2 separate regions of the Bos taurus genome follow, and region 2 is linked to region 1. Evidence: chromatin contacts called from public Hi-C data. All regions are on one chromosome and are shown on one strand. The core of a region is the stretch at or near the end of the contact, and the rest is flanking DNA. Distances in the headings are between cores, read along the strand shown.

The links. Hi-C and Micro-C count contacts between places; a contact is called where the count stands out from the background.
Region 2: a contact with region 1 is called in a Hi-C map of liver, with 3 times the contacts expected there. A contact is called at or near these places in 2 of 11 Hi-C or Micro-C datasets (liver and skeletal muscle).

The regions. Positions count from the first base shown.
Region 1 is chr8:86,699,624-86,705,747 of ARS-UCD2.0, forward strand. No RefSeq gene overlaps it. Among named protein-coding and RNA genes, the nearest start is that of AUH, 200 kb to the left of the region's middle.
Region 2 is chr8:86,848,885-86,855,375 of ARS-UCD2.0, forward strand. No RefSeq gene overlaps it. Among named protein-coding and RNA genes, the nearest start is that of SYK, 230 kb to the right of the region's middle.

The DNA of each region.
Region 1 (6,124 bases), core at 3,423-5,922:
ACTCTTTGCGACCCCATCGGCTGTAGCCCGCCAGGCTCCTCTGTCCATGGAATTCTCCAGGCAAGAATACTGGAGAATACTGGAGTGGGTTGCCATTTCCTTCTCCAGAGGATCTTCTTAACCCAGGGATCAAACCTGGATCTCCTCCATTGCAGGGAGATTCTTTACTGCCTAAGCCTCCAGGGAAGGCCCAAGTTGGGGATGGAGGCCTCTCCAACTGAAGGGAGGGCTGCTATTCTGGCCAGAAAAATCACAGCAGCCCCTGAGGGCCAACCTTGACCCAACTGGTCATCCATTCCCCATGATGCCCCCAAATCACCTTAAAGCATTCCCTCCTTGTCCATCTACAACTTGCCCTAAAGGCATTTTCTCTTTTTGTGTCTACGACGTATGTTAAAGCATTCCTCTCTCTACGTCCACAAACGCAGGTGTTTGCTAAGGGCCACCTCAGGTCCTGCCAGCAACTGTACCCAGCTCTAACCCCATACCTCTAGGTCACACCCAAGACCCAGGGGCCTGTGGCCTCCTTGCTAGTCAGTCACCTTAGCACACTGTATGCAGCGAGGAAGGGAACTCATTTATAAATGGGGACAAAGCACACTGTCCCCACAAAATCCACATCGGGAGGAGGGCATGACAGGGCCAGTAGGTCTCAGAAGTCCATGTTTGACCTCATTCCCTGACAGTAGATTAAGCCCCTTAGTAATCTCCTCACCAGGTTCTTGCTAATACGCTTTCCCCAGAAGGATGATTGGAGAGAAGCTCTTCATGGGGGTCTTTATCCCTCATTGATTGACTTTTGTGAGTGTTAGAAGGTTCTGGAGGTTTTCATGAGCTGGGTAATAAATCCCTAAAAACTGTATTTGGCTTTTCATAAATTTAATATAGGGGAGGCGGTCCATTATCTAATAACCGATAAAGTGATTCTGGTCAAATAAGTAGTCTGGGACCTGGATTGGCTGGAATCTGTGGGCTTTGCCTCCTAAGCCCTGTGCTTGGGGAATTCTGCTCTCTCTCAGTTCAGTTCAGTTCAGTTCAGTGGCTCAGTCGCGTCCGACTTTTCGCAACCCCACGAATCGCAGCACACCAGGCCTCCCTGTCCATCACCAACTCCCGGAGTTTACTCAAACTCACGTCCATCGAGTCGGTGATGCCATCCAGCCGTCTCATCCTCTGTCCTCCCCTTCTCCTCCTGCCCTCAATCCCTCCCAGCATCAGAGTCTTTTCCAGTGAGTCTACTCTTCTCATGAGGTGGCCAAAGTACTGGAGTTTCAGCTTCAGCATCATTCCTTCCAAAGAACACCCAGGGCTGATCTCCTTCAGAATGGACTGGTTGGATCTCCTTGCAGTCCAAGGGACTCTCAAGAGTCTTCTCCAACACCACAGTCCAAAAGCATCAATTCTTCAGCGCTCAGCTTTCTTCACAGTCCAACTCTCACATCCATACATGACCACTGGAAAAACCATAGCCTTGACTAGATGGACCTTTGTTGGCAAAATAATGTCTCTGCTTTTCAATATGCTATCTAGGTTGGTCATAACTTTTCTTCCAAGGAATAAGTGTCTTTTAATTTCATGGCTGCAGTTACCATCTGCAGTGATTTTGGAGCCCCCAAAAATAAAGTCTTACACACTGTTTCCACTGTTTCCCCATCTATTTCCCATGAAGTGATGGGACCAGATATATGATCTTAGTTTTCTGAATGTTGAGCTTTAAGCCAACTTTTTCACTCTCCTCTTTCACTTTCATCAAGAGGCTTTGTAGTTCCTCTTCACTTTCTGCCATAAGGGTAGCGTCATCTGCATATCTGATGTTATTGATATTTCTCCCAGCAGTCTTGATTCCAGCTTGTGCTAGACCTCAGCTTAAAGGCATTTGCTTTAGACGAATAGCATATTGAGGGCTTGGGAGAGGGTGATGGGGTTACTAGTGTGCTCCAGTGTGTGGCCCTATCAGTGAGGAACTAAATTAGCCAGCTATGTAAGAGACACTATCCACTGTCAGGGAAAGGGGTCACGTGATGGAGGGGGCATGGTCAGGATAAGTCACCAAGGGCCATGCAGGAATTCTTTTGGTAGCAAGAAACACAAACCTAACTTGAACTAAACTAGGCAGGGAAAGAATTCTCTGACCAGCCAGCTTCCGGGACAGCTCGGCGTGTTGTCTGCATCTTTTCTTGGCTCTCCTTCTCCCCTGCGCACAGAACAGGACATGTCCCTGGTGGTCCCAGGTCATGTCTTCCCAGTCTTTCAACCAAAGTGGAGAGTGATCTTACCTCTATATTTTGGGAAGGACTGGGACAAGGGCGAGGTGCTGTAATCGAGAGCCTTCATTAGGACTCCATTCTTGGAGTTGGGGGTACAATGCAGGAGACCCCCACCACACTTGGTTTTGACAGCAGATATACACGTGGAATATCACTGGGCAGGCCCATGTGCCTATATCTTCAGTTATTAATGCATTTTCTTGTTCACCTCTGCACTTGCACTATGGTTGAACACTCAGGAAACCACGTGGTTATTGTAACGGTCTACAAATCCATGTTGCCACTAACCGGGTAAGCAAGCTTGGCACAGGTATGCCCATGCTTCCCCAGTGTTGTAAGAGCTGCTGTGTTTACTAAAGTGCTGGTTCATCTTAGGTTGGTTCATATTAAGTCATCACTCAGTCTATGTTTGTTATCTGTCATTTTATTCATTTTCTAAGATTGATAAATGTCCAGTCACTTTCAGATAGGGCTCCTCAAAATACGATGATGTCCACACTCAGAAACACAGGTGCCCTGGTTTTTTATTGTGTCTGGAGCAATTCTACAGTTTTCTTCTGCAAGATGACTAGGCAACACCAGTGGACTTTTCCTAAATAACACATCCTGGCAAATACACACTACTATATATTCTGTACAGCACTGGGAACTGTGCTCAATGTTTTGTAATAACCTATAAGGGAAAGGAATTTGAAAAAGAATAGAAATATGTATGTAACTGAATCACTTTACATCTGGAGCTAACATGCTGTAAATCAACTACGTGTGTGCTCAGTCACTAAATTGTGTCCAACTCTTTGCGGCTCCGTGGACCATAGCCCTCCAGGCTCCTCTGTCCATGGGATTTCTCAGGCAAGAATACTGGCTGCTGCTGCTAAGTCACTTCAGTCGTGTCCGACTCTGTGCGACCCCATAGACGGCAGCCCAGCAGGCTCCCCGTCCCTGGGATTCTCCAGGCAAGAATACTGGAGTGGGTTGCCATTTCCTTCTCCAGGGGATCCTCCTGATCCAGAGACTGAACCTGCAGCTCTTATGTCTCCTGCATTGGCAGGCGGGTTCTTTACCACTGAGCCACCAGGGAAGTTCTAAATCAACTATACTTTAAAAAAGAGAGAGAAAAAGAAAGAGAGAAATAAGTAAATAGCATGTCCTATTCCCTAAATAAAACTTCTAAAGAAGAGAATGCTTGGTTTTCTATTGCCTGAACATCTTACACAATGCCTGCATGTGTGATGAGACACTTAGAAAGGATATAAGATTAGTTAGCCTACAGGGCAGCCACATGTGCTCATGAGAAAAATAAGAGAGGGGAAAAGGTGGTGAAGCAGGAATCCAGCCATCACCCCTCTGCCTATATACTCTTCTCCAAAGCCCCAAGCCCCTCCTCTTCGAAGAGCAGATTGTACAATAACTTGGTGCACTTGGCTTTGGGGGACAGCAGTGGAAGGCAAGTGTTTTAATGGAGATGGGACTTGAGCTGTGTGAATTCAGGCTACAGTCCTACCCTGATGGCCCTTTCTTCCCACTTCAGCAGGGGAGCCTGTAGTTCTAGGTTCATTGCTAAAGGGTCGCATTTGCCCACCATCAAGCTTGGGAGAGGTCCCTGTCCCCGTGACTTCCCACACTCTGGCTTCATTGAAAGCCACTAGGGTGGGTAAACATTGACTCTGGAGTCATCCCAGAGCTGGTGCAAAGGTACAGGAAGCAGTTCTGGGCTGTCCAATGCTGCCTACGTGCTGATGGCTCTGGAGAGGGTGGTAACAAGGACAGGGCTGCTTCCTGGAACAAGGCGTAGATAAGAGGTGGCTTGTGCTTGAGTTTCCGTTGAACTTCACTGTGAGTTACAAAATCCTATGTCATAACTACTGCACATAGGATTTTTCAGTAGTGACTTCCCCAAGAAGGACTCTGTGTATATATAGAGAGAGGGGAAAGAGACAGGGAGGAGGAGAGAGAGAGAGAGAGAGACGGAGAGAAAGGGAGTGTATGTGAGCAAGCATGAGTTCCTTTTGATAATGATTTTGGAAAATGTTCAGAGAGGCCAAAAATAATGAGCGGATCTTGGGGTCTTGGGGGTCTCTATGCAGAGAGACACACACCCCCAGCCCACCCTGTGCTGAGAAACAGCAACAGGCACTGTGTGGTGGCCATGGGGTCCCCGAACCCGCCCTTCCCTGTGCTCGCTGGGAGGGGCTTCTCATCTTGGTTGTCAGACCTTCCATGCTGTACTGACGAACTAAATCTACAGCCTTCCTTGCAGGCTTTTTCGGGCTTGTAGGAGAAAAATGGCATGTAGAGCTAGGTTATTCCAAAGGGTGGCGGGAACTAAGTCCACTGGAGGCTAAAAATAGCCAGAGCCCAGCCAGCTTGGTCAGGTCTGCAGGCCTAGGGACCGCCTGCCGTCACCCTGGCCCTCCCCGGGTGCCACATGCCGACGCTAGTTCCAGGAGGTGCTCAGAGCCTGTTACTCATATGTCAGATTCCCACTGTCGTGATGTTATTTCATGCACCAACTGCGTTTTCACAGAAAAGCGTGAGTCACTCCTGAGTGGGGCTTTGGGAAAGAACTTGGCCAGGGTAGGAGGGAGCGGCTCTCATAAGCCGGAAATCTAGGCGGGGAAGGGGCCTTTTATAGCATCCTGCGTTGGCTTTTTCCGTAGGTTAATTTTTATCTTAACAGCCGAGATAAGGTTGAATGATCTTTTTATAAGAAATCTATTTAAATACAAGGGAATATTTGAACTTCTTTTTAAAAGACGAGGGCATTTTTTGTGGTGCTCAATTTATAAATAAGATAGATTAGGGGTTGTTTGATGGACGTTTACAACGGCAGTGACTCTTGCAGGGTATTCTCTCCGCACCACTCTGGGGACACAAAATACCCTTTGTTCTAGTCTGCAGGGACAGCGGCTCTGATCAGCCGGGCATGCCTACCCCAGAACCCTCCAGACAGGGCTTACTGCTCGGGAACAGATGGTGATTTTTCAAACTGAATGCTATTCTGGTGCACTTACTTAGGAAAAAGATCTAAAAATAGACTTGAATGAGCCTAACCTGCAAAAATAAGTTGTCAGCTTCTTTTTACTCCTTCTGGGTTGAAAACAAAGCTGTCAGCAATTTCTGTGCGTTGAGGAATCTGTGTGCTTTCTTATTTTAGAGAAAGCTTTTTCAGTAGGACTGCAATTGAGTCCCCTTAAATCTCTCAGTGTCAACAAATTACCATCTGTTGTTCTAGAGACTCTCAAGCTGATGAGTCCTCCTCCCCACTTGAAGCTGGAGACAGGTTGCCCATCTGGAAAACTGGGCCTGAGGGACCAGCTCTGTGCCCCTGGAGGGGCTTATTGCAGGATTTCAAGATCAGCCAGACCCCCTGAAGCCTGATGCTGGGAGCAGTTTTCCCCTTGGTGCGGTGAAGGCACTCGGCTTGGAGATGGGGTAGCCATGAGGTCCGGGGTGGCGGTCCGATGCCTGTCGTGACTTGGGTAGTGATGGCCCCAGCACTGGACTTTGAGGAGATGGCCAAGCACTCACCTTCTTCACAAAGCACCTGGTGCTGTCTTGCCTGGTGGGCAATGTGCGCTGGACTTGTGGGGATTTGGTACAATATTATTGTCTGTGAAATGAGGCTCCCCCCATACTAAACAGGGTGGGTAAAACCTAGAGAAGTCGAGGGCAGGTGGAGCCCTTGTTTATCCTGGAAAGGACTGGCTTGAATTTGAGAAATAAAATGAAGCTGGAAACAGCACTTCTTCTTGTGGAGAATTGTGCTGGTGATACCCACACTCAGTCTAGGCCCGAGGCTCTCGGGACCGCACACCCTTCTGAGCCTTCACCGTGGTCACGTGGGCACACAATCC
Region 2 (6,491 bases), core at 672-3,171, 150 kb after region 1:
CACACACACACACACACACACACGGTGGTGTGAGGGTGTATATGTGTTTGTAGGAATATGTGAGTAAGTGTGAGTGTGTGTGTGCCAGCAGTGGTTGCTCTTGTGGGCTTGGTCCAGTCCTATGGGTACAGGACCTTCCTAAGTGGGGAGCGTCCCGGTCTTCCATTGTCCTGGTTGTTCCTGATCTCAGGCTCACCACAACCCTGCAGGTGGCCCATGAGCTGGTCATCATCTGCCCAAATCGACGCAGTTAACAGAGGAGAAGCCCATGGAAGTCAGAGGAGCTGGTGCCTGCCCCATCACTGCAGGAGTCCTAGAGTCCTAGGAAGGAAGGAGGATCCCCGCTGACAGGGAGAGCACAGACTCCAGCAGATTGAAGGGTCAGAGGAAGCAGGAAATCTACTATAAATCCGACTCCTGTAAATCTATCTGCTTCCTGAATCACAGTGGTTCTCTGGCTCGTGTTTCCTCCAACATTCTCTGTCTGATTGCATTCTTGTATGTGGATACAATTTTCTGCATTTCCTTTTCAATGAAACCTGAAAGCAATGCACTTCACCCACTCGGAACACCAGTTGGTAAGCATTGGACAGCACGTGTATGTATGCACACACTCCTTTCCTTATGTATTAATACTTTCAGCAATTCCCCTAAATGAATCATCCCACCAGTCTGAAATTCTTCAGTACAGAGGACTTTTTGTAACCCGCTGGAGTCCGTGGGTGTGTGTCTATTGGACTAAGTGCCTGCAGACACACACGTACACACATACACTCTCACACATATGACACGCTCACACATTCTTTCCTTCTGGGCTGTCATTTGGGTGTGGATCTGAAGATGTTTTCATCATAACAATGAAGAAAGCTACGTCAAGCTTCGGTAGGACGCTGGTTTCTCTTTCACAAAACTGGGCTTGCCCCTCTGAAGGGAGCCCTCAGCTTGCAATCACTTAGAGGTGCACAATGGTGGTGAATAGTTACCTTCATGTCACTCAGGAATGCAGGGCAATGCAGAGTGTAACAGAGAAGTTGGGGGTCATAGTGTTTTTAAGAAAGCCCTGGGTCCTCATTCTGTGGCAATTCCCCCTCTGCTGGGGTTTCCAAGAACTCCCACCGGGGCTGGGCTGATGGACTTCTTAGCTGCTCCTGCTGACTCTGCTGGCCATCCCCTTGTTTGTGAAAGTCTGGCTCAAATGCCACACATGTGAGTCATCATCGTACATCTTACATCACTCAGCTTCCTTTGAACTTTTGCTCATTAACCAGGCTCCCTTTCTGGAACTTACCATGCGTAAGCATAATGCCTGTTTATTAATGTTTTGGTCCTGAGGTCCTCACAATCCTGCTGTGGGGTATTGTTTCCATCAGTTAAAATGCCGGCATGAGGGTAATGAAGATGAAAAGGACAAAGTCCAGTTCAGCAGTGAGGACTCTGGCAGAACATACCCAGGCTGTAATTTCAGTCTGTTTTATGCCCCTCTCTTCATTTGTGTAAGAGCTGATGATTTTATGACAGAGAAACCGTACATACCTCCTTCACTGAGATGAAGTGTTCCCACAGGAATGTCAGGGTTATTAAGAGAATGAGAGGCAGAATGACAAGGAAATAAAGCTGCGTGTCGGTGTGTTACTCTAAATCCACTTAAAACGAAATGTCTCTGAATCTGCTCTTTCTTCCTGTTTGCCGAGGGGCTGTGATTTATGAGTCCTGAGAGCAGGGCTGTCTAGCTCTTTCATCCCACCTGAGTGAGTGGTCTGCAGGCTGGTGGGGCTGGACCACTGTGTCTGAGTGTGAACAGCATCACAGGTGGTCTTGTTTGGGGATTAGACTCCAAGTTGTCAGCATGTCCTAGAGTCACCAAGTAAAGGCTCTGTTCTCAGAGTGAACAGGAGCCTGTGCAGGAGGAGGCTTGCAAAGGACAAAGTGTGTGCAGTGTCGAATGACTGCCCCCAAGTGTCCCTCTGTGGGAGATGAGCACAAAGCAAATAGGATGCTGCTGCTGCTGCTGATCAGAGAGGGGCTCTGCTGGTGGGGAGAGCACAGAGAGGAGCCCAGGAGAATAATAAGGAGTGGCAAAAGCTCAGTGGAAGCTGCGCCCTCTGTAGGACCGCCTTTCAAAAGCACAGTGCTCTAGCTACGTTTCTAGAGCATGTGCTGTGCGTGCTAAGTCAGTTCAGTTGTGTTTGACTCTTTGTGACGCCATGGACTGTAGCCCTCCAGGCTCCTCTGTCTATGGGAATTCTCCAGGCAAGAATACTGGAGTGGGTTGCCAAGCCCTCCTCCAGGGGATCTTCCCGAGCCAGGGATCGAACCTGCGTCTCTTACGTCTCCTGCATTGGCAGGTGGGTTCCTTACCACTAGTAGCACCTGGGTCAAATGTTCACTCTCTCTTGTGGGACAAGCACTGTCCTTGGGGCTGAGCAGCAACTTGAAGAAGGTGATGTCTGTAAAGTAGCTGTGCCTAATGGGACGAAGGGCCTCTTTTCTGGCACCCTGCTGAGCTGCTGTGCTCCTTCGTGTGAATTTTACAAAGGCCCCCTTAGCAGAACACACTCCCCTGGTGTCTTCACTCGTGCATTCAGCTCAGGTGAGCAGACCTTCAGGCTGGATCAGGCCGCCTCTGCCCTGTGGCTGGGCAGAATGGAACAACTCAAGTGGTGGCCCTTCAGATAAACTGCACCCTCTTATACTCCATCCAAGTTGGCAATGGATGAAATCCTCAAAAAACTGGAGAGTGGGCTGAATGTTATACTCCAGAGCTTGGAGCTCTTAGCCGGTGGCCTGGCCTCCATCTCTCTTCCCTTTTGGCCAGTTCAGACCAGCTCTACTCATTTTTCACACTCTTCCTCCAGATTCCCTTTTCCTAAGTTCCAGGTTTGTTTCAGTTCTCATAATTTTAATTCCTAAGAGCCCTTCTTAATCTCTGATTGTTCCTTTTTGTGTCAACTATTCTTGATTAATGGACACAGTGTCTTCTGTTATTTCTCCTAAGATATTAATGACATTTTTTTTGAGGCTGTGTTTTGTTTTCTGTCTTGTCTCTGCTTATCTGATTTGATCTTTCTCCCTCCTTCTCTCCCTTCATTCCTCTCCCCACTTCTCTTTCTTTTGGCTCTCTCTTTCATATTGGAAGATTTCCTGAAGTGCTTGGGAAATCCTTGTCTATTCTTGTTAAAGAGACAGTTTACAGAGATCTGATTGTTTCAGGGGCAGGTTGTGCCACGTGGGGAATACCTTGCAGGGGCCTGTGAGTGTGTGGGTAGATAGGGATCCACACCTTTCTCTTTTTAAAATTTATTTTAAATTTATTAAAAACTTTTATTGGACCATAGCTGATTCACAATATTGTGTTAGTTTCAGGTGTACAGCAAAGTGAATCAGTTATAAATAAACATATATCCACTCTTCTTCAGATTCTTTTCTTATATAGGTCATTACAGAGTATTGAGTAGAGTGCCCTGTGCTATACACTGGTTCTTATCAGTTACCTATTTTACATATAATAGTGTGTACATTGGGCTTCCCTGGTGGCTCAGATGGTAAAGAATCCTTTTGTAATGCAGAAGACCTGGGTTCAGTCTCTGGATGGGAAGATCCCCTGGAGGAGGGCATGGCAACCCACCTCAGTATTCTTGACTGGAGAGTTCCCACGGACAGAGGAGCCTCGGACTACAGTCCGTGGTGTGGCAGAGTCGGAGGTGACTGAGCGACTAAGCACAGTGTGTGCATTTCAACCCCAATATCTCAGTTAATCTCTCCACTCTCCTTTCATCCTTGTAATCATAAGTTTGGTTTCTACATCTGTGATTCTATTTCTGTTTTGTGAATTAGTTCATTTTTATCATTTTTTTATATTTCACATATAAGCGATATCATATGACATTTGTCTTTTTCTGATTGACTTACTTTACTCAGCGTGACAATCTCTAGGTCCATCCATGTTACTGCAAACGGCATTATTTTGTTCTTTTTTTTTATGGCTAATATTCCATTGCATATATGAATGTAGGAGCAGCGGAGGATGCTGCAGCCCAGGGCAAAGTAAGTTGGGGAGGGTATTGTCACCTAGCAGGGGAACCGAGATGGTGACCTCGTGGTTGGTAAACACTTTAATTCTGTGACTTTCTTTCATATCTTCCAAAATTCCTGGTGCACCAAATTCCTGAAACTTTCTGTTGTTTTTTTGGAGCATTTGTCCAGTTTTATAAGAATTCCTTACTTTGTCTACCTTGCTAGTCAATTAGTATTGCTCCCTGGGCTTTATTTACTTTTTAAAATAGCTTTATTGAGGTTAAATTGATGTATAATAAAGCACACATTAAAGGGCACAATCTGATAAATTTTGACATAGGAACGTGCTTGTAAAATCATCGCCACAACCAAGGTAATAAGCATACGAGTCACCCCCGAAGTTTCCTCATGCTCTCTTCCAATCCGTCCCTCCTCTCCCCACCACTCCTATCCCCTGGTAATCACTGGTCTATTTTTCGTTGCTATACATTAATTTACATTTTCTAAAATACATGGAATCACATGCCATACATTTTTTTTAAATGTATTTTTTAATTGGAGGAAAATTTCTTTTCTGAGGAATTCAGTTCAGTTCAGTCACTCAGTCATGTCTGACTCTTTGCGACCCCATGAATCGCAGCACGCCAGGCCTCCCTGTCCAGTAACAACTGCTGGAATCTACCCAAACCCATGTCCATTGAGTCAGTGATGCCATCCAACCATCTCATCCTCTGTCGTCCCTTTCTCCTCCTGCCCTCAATCTTTCCCAGCATCAGGGTCTTTTCAAATGAATCAGCTCTTCACATCAGGTGGCCAAAGTATTGGAGTTTCAGCTTCAACAGCAGTTCTTCCAATGAATACCCAGGACTGATCTTCTTTAGGATGGACTGGTTGGATCTCCTTGCAGTCCAAAGGACTCTCAAGAGTCTTCTCCAACACCACAGTTCAAAAGCATCAATTCTTCGGCGCTCAGCTTTCTTTACAGTCCAACTCTCACATCCATAAGTGGAAAAACCATAGCTTTGACTAGACAGACCTTCGTTGGCAAAGTAATGTCTCTGCTTTTTAATATGCTGTCTGAGGAATGGAGACGAATATATTCTTTTACTTGGCTTTTTTTTTTACTCAGCATAATTGTTCTGAAAGTGACCTTTGTTGTAGCCTCTAATGCTTTCTTTTTTATTTTTGAATAATATTCTATTGTATACATATATCAGTGTTTGTCCACTTACCTGCTGTTGATACTTGTTCCCAATTTGTGGTTATTACAAATAAAGCAGCTATGCTCATTTGTGATTGAGTCTTCCTATGAAGATATTTTCTTTTGTCTTGGGTAAATGCCTAGGAATGGAATGGCTGGGTTATATAATTTACATGTATATATAGGTTATATGTTTAATTTTTATGAAACTACCTACATGACCTCCTAAAAGATTGTTTCATTGCACATTAACACTGGCAATGTAAGAATTCCACTTGCTCCATGTCCTTGACAAGACTTGATATAGCCTTTTAAATTTTATCCTCTCTACTAGTGAGTGTTGTGTCTCATTGTTGTTTTAATTTCCATTTCCTTAATAACTGCTCAGATGTTGAGCTTTTTATGCGCTCACTTGTCATCCATACGTCTTCTTTAGTCAAGTATCTATTCACATCTGTTGCCCATTTTTTTGCGGTTGTTTTCTTATTAATAGTTTCTGTGAATTCTTTATATATTATGTATGCTTATATGCATTATTTTTAAAATTAGGGAATGTTTCAAACATGGAAAAAATTTCATATAATAAAATAAAAATCCTATAAACTTGTCACCCGTGTTTAATGCATAACATGTTCTTACATTTGCTTAGATTTTATTTTTTAAAATAAAATTATAGATAAGATACACGGAAATCCCTCTTCTTTACCCCTCTCTTATTTTTTCTCTTCCTTATGCAAAGTAAACATTAATCTGAACTTGTTTCATATCCATGGCTTTATTCTTTTACTGCACACACATACATACTCACATATACACATACATAGACACTAAATTAACAAAGTGTTGGTTATTTTCCCTGGGCTTTTTTCTGTTCTTGGACTTTATGCTAATGTAATCATACCATGTATATTCTATGTGACTGCTCTTGCTTACATTATGTTGTTTATTCATATTACATTATGAAACTTATTCATATTGATACATATAGCTGTGGATTACTTCATGATTGTAGGCTTCTGTTATGTGATAACACCAAAATTTGTTTTCATAATACTAATGGTGGACATTTGGGTATTTTCATACTTCTCATTATTATCAGAGATACTGCTAGGAACATTCTTGTGTTTGCTTTCTAGAGCATGCTTCTAAGTGTTACATTAGGAACAGAAAGGATGGGTCCAAGGCGTGCTCGTGCTCCATTTTACTAGGCAACACCTAACATTTTCCTAACTAGTTAAGCAGATTTACAGCTCTTAATTGTGATGAGCGTTTCCAC